Linked DNA regions of Sus scrofa: region 1 is linked to region 2. The links are chromatin contacts, called in public HiChIP or PLAC-seq maps. All regions are on one chromosome and are shown on one strand. Each heading gives the region's core, a stretch centred on a gene start, on an enhancer-like site or on the middle of the called end of the contact. The rest is flanking DNA. Distances are from core to core; before and after follow the strand shown.

The links. HiChIP or PLAC-seq counts read pairs in DNA pulled down with a chosen protein or histone mark.
Region 1: a contact with region 2 is called in an H3K27ac HiChIP or PLAC-seq map of alveolar macrophages. The contact joins the promoter of MEX3D here to the promoter of TCF3 in region 2. A contact is called at or near these places in 4 of 47 Hi-C or Micro-C datasets (embryonic fibroblasts, heart right ventricle and liver) and 1 of 2 datasets of contacts at active chromatin or transcription factors (alveolar macrophages).

What each region holds. Positions count from the first base shown.
Region 1 is chr2:76,924,945-76,931,838 of Sscrofa11.1, forward strand. It overlaps MEX3D (RNA-binding protein MEX3D), which reads left to right and starts at 4,639. Exons shown (of 2, transcript XM_013994841.2): 1 at 4,639-5,254. The coding sequence starts at 4,675.
Region 2 is chr2:76,854,291-76,861,434 of Sscrofa11.1, forward strand. It overlaps TCF3 (transcription factor E2-alpha), which reads left to right and starts at 4,789. Exons shown (of 21, transcript XM_021084225.1): 1 at 4,789-5,080; 2 at 7,017-7,144. The coding sequence starts at 7,083.

The sequences.
Region 1 (6,894 bases), core at 3,389-5,888, 71 kb after region 2:
GCTCAAAAAGTGATTACCGAAGTGTCTATCAACAGATGAATCCATACAGAAAATTCAACCCTTCGATATATGGAGCATCAGCCTCGAAGAGGAGAGAAGCACTGACCTCACTACCCCATGGATGGACCCTGAGAACACAGTGCAAGAAGCAGACAGAAACATGCTGCCGTGGTAATTAGGTGTCAGCCTGACTGGGTTAAGAGATGTCCAGATAACTGGTAAAACATTTCTAGAAAAAAATGAGCATTTGATTCCGTAGACCGAGTAGAGATCCATCCTCACTAACTTGGGCATCATCTGACCCTTCAGGGGCCCAGATGGAGCAAAAAGGCAGCAGAAGGGCAAATTCTCTCTTTTTTTGAACTGGGCTGTCCCTCCTTTCCGGCCTCACGCGCTGGAGCTTCCTGGCTCTCAGGCCCTTGGCCAGGGACTAATCACACGGCTTCCATAACCGCTTGGCCCATTCCTGATATGTCTCTCATAAATGTCTACATATAACCTGTTATCTCTGTTTCTCTGGAGAGGCCTGACGGATATGCCTGCAGAGCATGTGAGTCCATGCTTGGGAGATGTCAGGAACAGGTAAATCCATGGGTCAGTGGTTGCCAGGGGCTGGAGCAGTAGGAGGTTTGGGGGTAATGGCTCAAGTGTACTGGGTTTCTTTTTTTGGCTGATGACAATGTTCTAGACTTGATAGTGATGATGGTTACACTGAGCCCGCGTCCTAGTGGCCACCCAAGTCACTGCAGTGACAATGCCAGGTCCTTAACACTGGGCCATCAGGGAACTCCCCCTTGACTATTTCTTACTCTCTCAAAATGTGACCTCGAAAGAGGCACCACTGCCACTCCACGTTGGGCACCACTGGAAGGGCACAGGGGGGCTAAGCTCAGAGCCAGGCTCCTGCCAGGCCTTGCTGGCCGTAGCCATCTTCATCACAGTGTTGTGCTTTTTGGGTATAGCTAAAACTCAAAAAAGGTCAAGTATCACTAAAGTCCCCATGGTGGAAGAGAGCCAGGCCCAGCCCTATGCTCCCCAAACCCAGGATTTCAATGGTTTTGGTGGCTGCTCCTGGCATTTTCCTCTATGCCTCTAAATGGATTTGCGCAGCTTTCCCCCAGTCCCTCTGCTTCTTCTGCTTGCTTTTCATTCTCCTCCCCAGCCCCTGACAACCAGGAACCCGTCCTCTGTGTCTGTGGATGTGCCTGTTCTAGACGTTTCCCATGGAGTCACACACTGTGTGTCCTTCTTTGTCTGCTTCTCTCACTGAGCATCATAGTCTCCAGGTTCATCCACGTGGTAGCGAGTGTTGGGGCTTCTCCTTTTCAGGCTGAGTGATGCTCCCATGTGTGGAGAGACCACATTTGTTTATTCATCTTCCTTGAGGACACATCTTTCCTGACACTGATGGTTGCCTCCTTTAGACTTTAAATCTATGCAGAAGTAAAGAGAAGATAAAGCAGAATCCCAGGTGCCCCCAGCAGGCTGCTCGCAAGCCCTGCCATCTTGCTCCTCTCCCTGTCCACCTACTCCCCACCCAGGGGGATTTTGATGCTGTTTTCATCGACAGAAATTTCCAAATGAATCTCTCATAGGAATTTTTTTTAAGTTAAATATTTTTATTGTGGAAGGTTTTGAGATACACCAAATAGACTCATGAAGTCCACAGGTGCCAATACCTGGCCTCAGCATGGTGCCAGGGTCCTGGTTACCTCCCAACCACACCGCTCCAGATCCCACCTCCCTTGGTGTTTCATTCCAACACTGTCTTAGAATAAGCACACCCAGAGCAGGGTTGATTGTTAAGTGACCATCTCTGCCCACCGCCTACACTCACTAGGGAAACATGACATGGGGGAGGTGGATCTCAGCTGGGTGGTTCTGCACCCGGGGGACATGTCTGAGGACATTTGGGGCTGTCACATCTGAGGAGCTGTGGTGTGTTGCATACCCCCCCCCAGATATGTTCATGTACCCATCCCTAAACCTGAGGATGTGATGTGACCTTGTGTAAAAATAGGGCCTTTGCAGATGTCACTGGTTAAGATGAGGTCACACTGGAATAAAGTGGCCCTGAATGCAATAGCTGGTGCCCTTATAAGAGGAAAGGACACACACACAGGGAGATGAAAGCCATATGGCACGGAAGCCAAGACTGGCATGATGTGGCCACAGACCAAGGGACACCAAGGGTTGCAGGCAGCCCACAAAAGCTGGAAGAGGCAGGAAGGATCCCCCCCACTGGAACCCTCAGAGAGAACAGCCCTGGAGTTCCCTGGTGGCCTGGTGGTTAAAGTTCCAACGTTGTCACTGCTGGGGCTCTGGTTGCTGCTGTGGTGCCAGTTCGATCCCTGACCTGGGAAACTTCTGCATGCCACAGGCACAGCCAAAAAAAAAAAAAAAAAAAAACAGCCCTGACTAGGCAACACCATGATTTTGGACTTCAAGTTTCCCAAATGGGGAAATGAATTGGTGTTTTAAGTACCCCCATGTGTGCTAACTTGTTAAGACCACAGAAAACTAAAACAGAGTCTGGGGGAGAAGGGACTCCTGGCATTGAGGGGGTGGGAGTCAGGGAGGCTGCTCCACACCCCACAGTGCCTGGAAAGCCCCCAGAGAATGACTTGGCCCTGAATGTCCAAGGGCCCAGGGCGGAGCTGTGCCTTGGGGTCTAGCACTGCCACTTCATTTGTAGTTCACCCTGGTCTGTTCATCCTTCCCTCCATCTTATTTCTGGTGCATTTTAGTGCCCACTCAGGCATCATCTTCTGCCCCTCTGAAATATTCTTCACTGTGAAAATCACTTATAGAGGTCAGTGTAAAAGGACTTTCAAAGAGCATCACCATAGGGTCATCATGAACAAATACATACAAACATCCAACAGGTCAGTGTCCACATATCCCCAACTGCACGTTGAAACAAAACTCTGGAGGCCCAGTCCTCCCCTTTCTGTCTTCACTCCTGTCCATTTGTTGCCTGACAGCCTCCTTTTAAAATCATTGTCTTGGGAGTTCCTGTCATGGTGCAGCAAAAACAAATCTGACTAGGAACCATGAGGTTTCGGGTTCAATCCCTGGCCTGGCTCAGTGGTGTAAGGATTGGGCATTGCTGTGACCTGTGGTGTAGGCCGGCAGCTGTAGCTCCGATTCACCCCCTAGCCTGGGAACCTCCATATGCCACAGGTGACTTAAAAAAAAAAAGTTGTCTTTGCTCCTGATGGCCGGCTCCCCCCACACCCCGGTAGCTACAGTCAGCCCCCCTGAGTGATCCCCCAGCCCCACCTTCCTCACCTTCCTGTGGTAGCAGGAAGGTTTCTTCATTTACTTTTTCCCTCATTTTGCTGGAGTGCATTCTGCAGTATGCAAAGCTAATTTGAGGACCTCAGGCCTGTCACAGGAACTGGGCTAAATGTGGCCTGAAAGTCAGGAAAGACATTAGGGGGAGGGAGGGTTCCAGGAACAGGGACCAAGGCAGAGGACTGAAAGCTTCCATGGAAGGAGGGGCACCTGCCAGGGAAGACAGTGCCAGAAGAGAAGCGGTGGATGAGGTGAAGGACCATCAGTTGACAGCTGTGGCCAAAAGACTACATGGGATCGAGAGGGGTACGCAGGTTGGGTAAGGATGTCAGTAGACCCAGAGGAGAGGCCAGTGCTGGAAAAAAGGGGCAGGACATCCCCTTTTCCACCCAGAGAGCCCATGCAATTGGCCTGAGGTTCTGCAGACAAGCTGGGATTGAGGCAAGGGTTCCCTGGGAGACTGGGAGGAGGCAGGGTCCATCCTACTCCCAGACCATCCGTTTACCAAAAGAAATCCCATAAGGGGAACCAGACTATCATTCCTTTGCCCCAAGGAAAGAAGGGACTGAAGGGCCGCTGGCTGAAGGGCTGCTGGGACAGGCTGCATTTAGAGGTGGGCACACTGGGCTGCTCATCAGAGGGAGGTGCTCAAGTCCGAGGGCTCTGGCCAGTCGAAACCAGCCCAAGCCAGGAAGCACCAGCTCGTGCTGCAATCTAGGCTCGGGGCACACTCCCGGACTGGGGGATTTAGGTGCCTGTGACCTCTCTGGGAGGCCCCTGAGGCTAGATGCCTACGGAGACCGCGCTGGGGAAAGGGGCCAGAGTCCGTAGCACAGCCCGGGCGCGAGGGGCCTCGGGTGATGGACCTCGGCCATGGGGCGGGGACTGAGGCGGGGCGCCTTCGCGCCCGGAGGGCCCAGGCAGCCGCGGGCACTTACCTGCGGCCGCGGGCGCACGTGCCTGCGCGCCCGGGCTGTCTGAGCGCCCGCGGCAGGGGTGGCCGCGCCACGTGACCGCCCCTCCCGCCCCGCGCGTGCGCCCTGCCCGGCGCCCCATTGTTGGCGGCAGCCGCGTCACGGGGGCGGGGCCGGGGCGGGGCGGCCGGCGGCCGGAGGGAGGCGGCGGGAGGGCGGAGGAAAGGAGCGTCCGCGCCGCCGCCGCCGCCGACGAGCCGCCGCCGCCGAGGAGCAAGCAGAGCCGCGCCGCGCCGCCGCCGCCCGCGCCCGAGCAGCCCCGCCGCCGCCCCGCCCCGCCGCTGGATGCCGGCGGCCGGCGGCCGAGCTCCCAGAGGCGGAGGGCGGCGGCGCGGGCGGCGGCGGCGGCGGGGGCGGCCGGCGGCCGAGAGGCGGGAGCGCGGGCCCGAGCGCTAGCGCCGCCATGCCCAGCTCCACCGGCCAGCCCGACGGCGGCGGGGGCGCGCGCGGTGGCGGGCCCGGGGCGGCGGTCGGCGCGGACCCCAGCCCGGCCCCCCTGCCGCCCCCGCCCGAGGGTGCTGAGGAGGCCGCGCCCGCGCCCCGGCCGCCGCCCGAGCCCGACGACGCGGCTGCAGCGTTGCGCCTGGCCCTGGACCAGCTCTCGGAGCTGGGGCTGGGGGGCGCGGGTGACCAGGACGAGGAGGGGGCGGCCGCGGGCGGCGGGGACGGTGCGGCGGCTGCGGGCGGGGGCACAGACGGCGGGACCGAGGCGGAACCCGCGCCCCCCGACGGGCCCGAGACGGGCGCTCCCGGAGTGGCCGTGGCCCCCGGCCCGCTGCCGCTGCTGGAGCCCGACGTGAGCCCTCGGCCGTCGCCGCCCGACGTGTTCGCGGGCTTCGCGCCCCACCCCGCGGCCCTGGGCCCCCCGACGCTGCTGGCCGAGCAGATGAGCGTGATCGGCAGCCGCAAGAAGAGCGTGAACATGACCGAGTGTGTGCCCGTGCCGAGCTCCGAGCACGTCGCTGAGATCGTGGGTCGCCAGGGTGAGTGGCCGCCGTCGGGGGCGCCGCCCCCGGGGGTCCCTGCGCGGCTCACCCCAGGAGGGGCCGCCCAGTCCAGCCCGCGGCTGGACGCCAGATCCCAGCCACGCCCCGCGTGGACTCGGGCCTCAGTGACCGCTTATGCGCCTTTGTCCTGCCGCTGGCCGAGGGAGAAAGTTGGGCGCAGCCCCTGCTCCTCCCCCTCGAGGCTCCAGCCCCGATACCGCCTTTGTCTGGGCGCCTCCAGCCTGGAAAGGCCCCAGCGTGCAGCTCCCTGCACGGCCCTGGGCCCCGGGCGGTCGCATCCAAGGGATAAGGGGGCTGGGCTGGGCATTGGGAGCTCCACACCCAAAACTGGCACGGGGCGGGTTCACTCGGGTTTAGTGGAGGGGGTGGTTGGAGCAGGGGCGCTTAGGCAGGGTCAGGAGTGAAGTTTGGCTCACAAAGAGTGTACAAGGGGACTTGCCGGTCTGGGCATCCTTCTGGGGGCAGGGGCAGGATTGGATGAGAGAATCTCTACCCTGCTTTCCGTCCCCAGCAGGGATTTGGGGGATGCACAAGACCCCCTGGAAGTCTCTTTTGAGGTCCAGGACCACAGCCCTCCCTGCCCAGGTGGCTAGCAGCGGGGCCAGGGTCTCGGGGTCCCAGAGCAGCACTGTTGAGCGTCCCAGTGGCCGCCCCATTGTTCTCTTTGTTAGAGAGCCAGGCTGAGATTTGCAGGGTGACATCAGGCCGGCGGCCGCTCATTGGCCCTGGAGCTGTGGGGCGGGCGGGCCGGAGGGTGGTGGGCAGTGCCCAGCCCAGCACACACCCACCCACCCTGTTAGCTGCCTGCCCACCAACCTCAACTTTCTCCTGCCTTCCTGCCCCCCCCTTGTGGCTCCCTGCTGGTCAGCCAGGTTCTAGAACATGGGGTGTGGCCTGGGCGGGGCTTAAGGTAGGGCTAAGGGTCCAGGCTTCTGGGCCCTGAGTAATAGGAGCTAAAGAACAGTGCAGGGGGCCTGAATTGCAAGGTGACCTGTCACCCTAGTGGCCACAGGCAGGGGACCAGGGGGATGCCCCGGACACTGCCCTCTACTAGTTCCAGGTGGGTGGGGCTGTAGAGCCGGCCAGTCCTCTGGCTTTGGAGGCAGGTACATCCAGTCATTCATTTGTCCTCCCCACATGTGGACACAGGAGAGCCAGGCGTGGTGCTGGGTCGAGGGATGTGCTCTTAGGAGTGAGAGGAACAGGTAAACTGTTCTCTGAGCAAGACCATGCCTGGTCCTCTGCCACCCTCTTAACACCTTCCTGTTCAGGATACTCCCTCCCTGCCCCTGTCCCCTGCAATTGCACTGGGACATGTGACAAGACTGCTGCCCTGTGCTGAGTGTCCAAGAGCCTGTTTTGGGGCAGATGTGGAGGCTGAGGCCTGGGGGCTGCTGCCCAAGGTCACTAGGCTGGTCTGCTGGGAGGTGGAGCCTGAGGGTGAGTTCTGTGAGAATGCACGTGTTGTGGCACCCAAGCAGGCAGAGTGGCCTCAGCCACCCAAGTGGCAGGGGTCAGGCAGAGGGCCCAGGAGTCTGGTGGCTGGGTCATCAGGCTCCACCCTGTCCTCCTTCATGTGTGTTTGGCACCTGGTTATGGGGTGCCAGCCTGGGTTC
Region 2 (7,144 bases), core at 3,539-6,038:
CTTCCTGGTCACTCTTGCCGGCCTGGGGGACACCTCAGCATTTCAGGCTCAGCTCCCAGCCCCCAGTGAGATCTTGTCATCCTCCTGGCTTTGAGTAAAACCCCCAGCACTTTTGAGTAAAACCTGCACCCCCTAATGTGGCAAGGTGCTGACAGCTACACGCCCCCCTCCCCATTTTTGGAAGGCACCAGGGAACAGGTAAAGGAGCTTGCGAGGGCAAGCAAACCAGGTGGAGGCAGCTGGCCAGCCTCCGGCATGCATCTAAACCTTAGCTTTCCCCATCTGAGCAATGGGGGTGAAGCCTGCTGCCTCCTGCAAGAAGCTCAAGAGTTGCCCCCTACTCCTGGGTCCCCCAGGTGAATAGGAGCATCCCAGTGCCCCCACAGGCAGAGGTCAGTGGGGCCACCCTGTGGGTGGGATCCAGCTGGGCTCCCTGCCCTAGACCCCTCACCCCGCCCCCAGGGAACTGAGTTGGACAATGCCCAGGGGGCTGATCGGGAGGTGCCCTGTGTTTGCACAGGCCGCCCCGGAATGTGGTGGGACAGGCCCTGGGGGCCCCTGAGTCAGGAGCTGTGGGCATCAGGCCAGGAGGGGGAAGGGCCGTCCTCGACAGGTGGCATCAACCCTGGGGGCAGATGGGCGCAGGGCCGGGGGAGAGGGCCGGGCGGGGGGGCCCCAGGGGAGGAGGCACTGTGTTCTTGGGCTTGGTCCAGGTCTCACCCCATGCTGCCAGTCTGGTCCAGGGTAGGAGTTCAGAGCAGAATTGGGGCTCAGTGTGGAGCTGGAGTTTACACTAGGGTCCCTACTCATTCATTCGTTTCTGCAGCCCCTCCTGGCCAAGCCCTGCCTCTGTCCTGGTAGGACTTCCTGTGGGTGGCTGTCTCCCTACCCCCACCTCCAGGGATAGCCTTCCGTTACCCCTAAACCTGCCAATCTTCCCCTCATCCTCCCTCATCCCCACGGCCAGCCCTTCTCCCCTCGAAGGACCACCTCCTTTCCTGCCCCTAAAGCCGCCTCCACATAGCAGCAGTGGAACCACGTCCCTCTCCTGCTTAGACCCCCACCAAGGTGCCCTCCCCCCAAAGACCGGACTCTCTGACCTTGGCTTCTCTCCCCTTCACTTCTCTGGGCTCCAACCTCAAGACCTCATGGGTTTCTTAATTTCCCAGCACAGTCCCACCTCCGGGCCTTTGCCCCTGCTGTCCCCCCGCCCACATGCTGAGTGCGCCCTGCTCTTTGCCCCCTGACTTCATTCATGCTTCTGGTCACACCCAAGTCTCAGTGTCCCAGGGAACCCACCCCAGGGAAGGGCGGGTTCGGGGTCCCTTCTGGTCCCCTGACAATAGGGGGCATGAGGCGGGGGTTCAGCCCCCCTGAGAGCCCCCACTACCCTGCCCTCCTGGCCCACTGGCTCCCCAGGACAAGCCTGCAGTGAGGGAACCGCACCCAGTCATCCTGGGTCCCCTTCCCTCCTTTCGCTCATGGCTGCAAGCACCACGGAAGGCAGGCTTGGGGAGCCGCCAGTGGGCTGCTGCCTCAGCATCTGCTTAATACTCAACATGGCCAGCACCTCCTCCCTCCTCTGCAGAGGGTAATAGCACCCCCCCAACATCCAGGGAGACCCCCAGGCCCAGCCCCTAGCAGCGGGCCCTGCAGAAGCCAGGAGAACAAATGAATGAGTGAGTGAGAGTGAGCTCCTGGTAGGCGTCATGGTGAGGATGGACAGGTCAGGGCCAGGCCCCTCCACAGGAGTCCCATGAGCCACTAAGTCCCCAGCTCTGGAGGTAGCCGTCCCCTACCCTCCTGAGAGTGCACTCTGAGACCATGGTTTGTGCAGGTCTGGCTGGAGTGATAAATACCCCTCCCTTCTTCCAAGGCTTCAAAAAAGCAGGGAGAGCCTGGGTGGGGTGGGGAGTGGGAGGTGTCTGTTCACACACCAGGAGAAGGTGCCCACACTGGAGACAAACGCAAACGAGGTCAGGAGGGTGGCCCCCACATCCGAAGTCCAACTGTTTTCTCTCTGTGGACAACCTTGGCTCGCACACCTATGGTCTTCCTGAACTTTCCACGGCCATCCATCCCCCGTTCTGTCCCCAGCTGCCTTACTCCACGGTGGGAACCTGACCTTGGCATTCGTTTTCCCATTTTCCCAACCAGAAATGAGGTCTTTTCCCTCCTGTGGGGTCCCCAGCCGGAGGCGGGGGGCGGGGGGAACAGCACACAGTAGGTGTGGCTTGGATGGTGGGGGGAGCAGGAGGGGAGGCAGGTCTCCAGCGGGCTCCTGCCTGCCTGGCCCAGTGGCGGGCACCCAGCAGAGAACAAAGGCCACAGTCAGATGGGCGGGGGCGGGCAAGCGGTCTGTGGGCCGCCCTCAAGGGGCCCCTGGCCGCCTGTCCCTGTGCCAGGGCCCTGTGGGGTGCACCCGGGCCTTGGGGCTGGGCAGAGGTTGTGGCTGAGTGGGGGCCCCCACAGGCTGCTCCTCCCAGTGACTCAGCTCCATGCTGGGCCTCCCCAGAGAAGACAATAGTGGCTTGTGGGTGCCAGGAGGGCCTCCTGGCAGGTGTGAGGAGCCCCAGGGTGGACTGGGCCCCAGAGAGGAGCTTTTGGAACCTTAGTTTCCTCATCTGTACAATGGGTTTAATCACTCAGGCGTGAGGACCTGAGAGCCAAACATGTGGATGGAAAGAACACGTTTGGGACAAAAGGGGGGTTCCTCTGATGGCTCATCTTGGCCCAAGGGGTAGGGGCTGGACAGGTCACAGTCACCACTGTGCTCTAATGCCCGGCACCAAGCCTGGCACACAGTCGGTGGTCAATGATTGCATGGCCCATGAACAGATCATTTCTCCCCTTCAGTGGATGTGTAATTCCAGAAACACTGGCCCCAGCTCTATATGGGTTATACCCTTAGCATTGGAGGGGGAAGGGGTGCTGACCTACCCTGAGTGAGGCTGGGGACCCTGAGGGACCTCTGCCTCAGCCTGGTCCCCAAGAAACCCCCAGGCTAGGGGAAAGCCAGAGCAGGCCACCGACCTGCGAGGTCAGGGTTGGTCCACAGGGAAAGGTAGGGGCCGAGGGGGCCTCCCACCAGATGCCCAGGTCTGCCAGTGGGGAAGAGGCCACAGGATAAGAACACACATCCCTCACTTCATCCTTCCATTTTCCTTATGGGGAAACTGAGGCCCAGACAGTGGGAAGTACTTGCCCAAAGTCCCAGTGGTGTAGGGAGGGATGCCAGATTTGAACCCAGACCCCAAGAACCTCACTCCCCTCCCCAGACCTGTCCCACGTGGGAGCACTCTGGCCCTGGAGGGGTCAGGGTGAGGGTCAGCCCAGTTTGGGCGTGGCAGGAGGGGGCTTTATTAGGCTCCTCCTGAGCTCCCCAATTGCCCCTGGGGCCTTCTCTACTTCCATTCCCCCCAGGATCCCCACTTTCCTTCCTTCCTTTCAGTCCTGTTCCCTGGATTGAGGGCAGCACTGAACTGAACTGGCTCAAGGCTCCAGAAGGGATGGAAGAGCCTTTGCTCCCAGGTAGGAATGAGCCAGGCAGATTCTAGAAGAGCAAGGAGGAGGCTGCTGTGTCAAGAGCCCATCCCTGGCCTGGAGGGGAGTGTAGCTTTCTCTCTGCGGACACAGGGGGCCATGACAGAGTGTGTTATTTTCATTTATAATAATTATTTCCAGGAGTTCCCGTTGTGGTGCAGCGGAAACAAATCCGAGGTTGCGGGTTCGATCCCTGGCCTTGCTCAGTGGGTTAAGGATCCGGCGTTGCGGTGAGCTGTGGTGTAGGTCACAGACTCAGCTTGGATCCTGCATTACTGTGGCTGTGGCGCAGGCTAGCGGCTACAGCTCTGATTAGACCCCTAGCCTGGGAACCTCCATATGCCATGGGAGCGGCCCTAGAAAAGGCAAAAAGAAAAAAAAATTATTTCCATCCTGTAGGGTCTGTGGTTTTCAAAAGCTGAAGAGCCTCTGGACGTGGGAGGGAACTGGGGATCTAAGTGACTCTCACAGACCAGTGAGAGTCAGAAGGTCTTAAGTCCTTGTCCAAACTCAGGCCAAGATCCCATTTTATCGACGAATAAACTGAGTCTCAGGCAGACAAAGGCAACCAGCAAGTCAGAGGCACAGAGTGGGTTCCACGGGGGGAATTTCTGACCCTGAAACAGAGCTGCATCAGTGACCCCACGGGAAAATAGGTCTGATTTATTCCTTCCAAGTCTGGAATGCCCGCTCGCAAGACCCAGCAGCAGGGGCCAGACCTAGGAACTCAGACACGACCAAGCCCAAAAGGCCGTGCGGCCGGCCATGCACACCTGAGAATAAAACTCCAAGCCCCACCTCCCCCATCGCTTCTCGCGGCCTCTCGCTCGGAGAGTCCCGCCTCCTTCTTTACCCGGACGCGCAGAGGGGAGGGCGGGGCGGGGCGGAGCCTGGTTGCGAACGGCCGGCATCCCCGCCAATCAGGCTTTCGCACCTTCCAATTGGCCTCGTCCGCTCGGCCTTCTCTTTCCATCGCTCGGTCCTTCCCGCTTGCGTCACGGCTATGCGGCCAATCCACGTGCGCCTCCGCTCTGGAAGATAGTCCCTGCCCCCACCTCATGCCGTTGGCCCACGATTCTTCGGATCGCCCGCTCCAGGCGCTGGGCTCCGCGGGCCCGCTGCCGCGTTCGGCGGGAGCGTGGGGCGGACGTGTGGCAGTGGGCGGCGTGCAAACCGCGGCGGAGGGATCCGCGGGCGGACGCGGGGCGGAGCTGATGAGGGGCGGGGCCTGTAGGGGGCGGGGCGCGGGTTGGGGGCGGAACATGTCTCCCGCCGCAGGAAGATGAGGCAGCGGCGGCGGCCGCGGGCGTAGCGGGCCGGACCGAGCCCAGCGACACGGCCGGCGGGCACCGCGGCCTCCGTTCGCGTCGCCTCCGCCAGTGCCCGGACCGCGGACGGTCCGCCGAGCGGATACGCGGGGAGCCGGGCTACGCGCCACCGCCCACGCGCGCCCCTCGGGGCCGCGACGCCCCTTTGTCCGGGGGGGCCGTTCATGTCGCCGCCCCCCGCGCGCTGCGGGCCGGGCCGCGCCGAGCAGGTGAGCGCGCCGGGACCCTCCGCCGCTCGGTGCCTGGCGGGCTGGGCCGCTCTGGGGTGCGGAGACTCCGAGCAGTGGCTGGCCGGGCGGGGGGCGGCGCGGCCGAAGTCATTGTTCTCCAACTTTGCGCGCCGGAGGGGGCAGGCGACGTGGAGGGCGCGCTCGGGCCCGCGCGCCCCCGCCAGTCGGCACTTGAGGAAAGTTTGCGGAGCCGGGCGGGGGCGCGGGGGGCGCCGCTGGGCTGCCCAACTTCGCGGCGGGGTAGCGGCGCGGGGCCCGCGGGCGCCCCCTCCCCCGGGGGCCCGGCCGGCGCCGGAGTTTGGAGGGGAGCGAGAGAGGGAGAAGGAGCGTCCTTTTGTCTGCGGGGAAGGTGCGCCGCGCCACTGCAGGCGGGGGCCGAAATCCTGGCCGGGGGCCGCATCTGCTCCGCGGTACGCGGGCACGGGCGGCGGCTGCTTCGGGGCGAGCAGCGCAGTGGCGGCGGCAGCGCCGCGAGCTTCAAAGGGCTCCCGGGCCGCGCCGCCCGCACCGGCTGCTGGGGGGGGGTAGGGTGGGGGTTGGTTTCCCGGGCCTCCTCCCACCCCTCCCCCCAGAGCGAGAAGTTCCTTGCCCCTCTTTCTCCCAAAGTGGTTTCGTACATCTTTTGAGTTCGCTTCGAGTCTCCAAAAGTCCTTGTGATACCCCAGAAGTGTCTCGGATCTCCTTGAAAAGCCTGTTTCAGTCTCCCCCACCCCAGGTCTGCCTTAAAATCGGTTTCAGCTACCCCACAAAAAAGTGCGGTTTCGTACTCCTCAAAAAAGTCAGTTTCACACGCCCTCCAAAGAAGAAAAAGCTTCGCGGAGGAGGGGGTGCTCTGGGGCATCCGTTTCACACCCGTCTCCAGTTGGCAAACAAAGCGGGGGTTTCTCCTTTTCTGATGTCGGGTCTTCCTCAACCTCGGAACCCCCTCTAACCCCTCGGTTTCTGCTTGCCGCTCCCGCCCCCTTCTGGGTCCCCGGGGAGAGAAGCTGGAGGGACTTCGCTGTCTGACTGTGGGACGGAGACCCTCATCGGGGTGTGGGACGGGGCTTGGCAGGTGGATCCCCCACCCCGTTCTAGAAAGGAGCCCTGGGGACCCTGTTGGGGAAACCCTGGTATTAGGACAACTCCCCCCCCCCCTTCCAGGGCCGGGAGGCAAGGAATGTTTTTAAAGTTGCTTAAAAATAATTCCCGGATACATGGTGACAATAAAACAACCTAGGGTGGCTTTTCTTCTTTCAGAGTTCAGTTGTTTTTTGTGGGAGGAGGAGGCGAAGTGTGGAGGGAAGCTGTGAGGGTAGGTCCTTGTGTTGGGCGGACCCCTCCTTTAGCCCTGGAGCGGGAAGGGGGATTTGCCTGCCGTCCTACTTGTGGATTTAATTCCCCTTGAATTTGGGGGTGCCTGGGTCTTCAACGTGCACTGACAGCTGCCGGGTGGGGGGGAGTCACCAAATTTCCCTTGGGGCGGGGCTGGGGTCGCCCCTCCCCCTTCCCAGGGGCGGGGCCAGTGGGAAGCCTGGGGGTGGTTGGAAATGAGAGAAGTGGCGGGGAAGAGGGGCGGGTTCTGCCCGAGCTGGGAAGGGACCACTCCGCCCCGCATCCAGTTTAAAATTTGCAACTTGATTCCCTGGTGGTCGCTGAGGGAGTTTCGGGAATCTGAACTCTGTGCGCTCCCCCACCCATTGTTCAAATTCCCCGAGGGCTCTGGGGAGGGGTCTCAAGGGGCCCAAATCCCCGAATCCTGGCCGCCTTGCCCCCACCCCCAGGGTCTGGAAGGGACTCGGCGTGGGAAGACCCAGAGCCTCAGAGCAGCTAGAGGGGCTCTTAGCTCCTCCACTCCCATCGGTCCGCCTCAGCCTTCGGCACTCATACCTCTTCTCTTCTCCTGCCCCTGCACCCGCCGTGGGTCACCACACAGGGCTGTCTCTAGGCCTGAGGAGCCCCTCCTGGCCCTTGGCCATCGGGCCCCCGTTGCTGCTGGAGAATGAACCAGCCGCAGAGGATGGCGCCCGTGGGCACGGACAAGGAGCTCAGTGACCTCCTGGA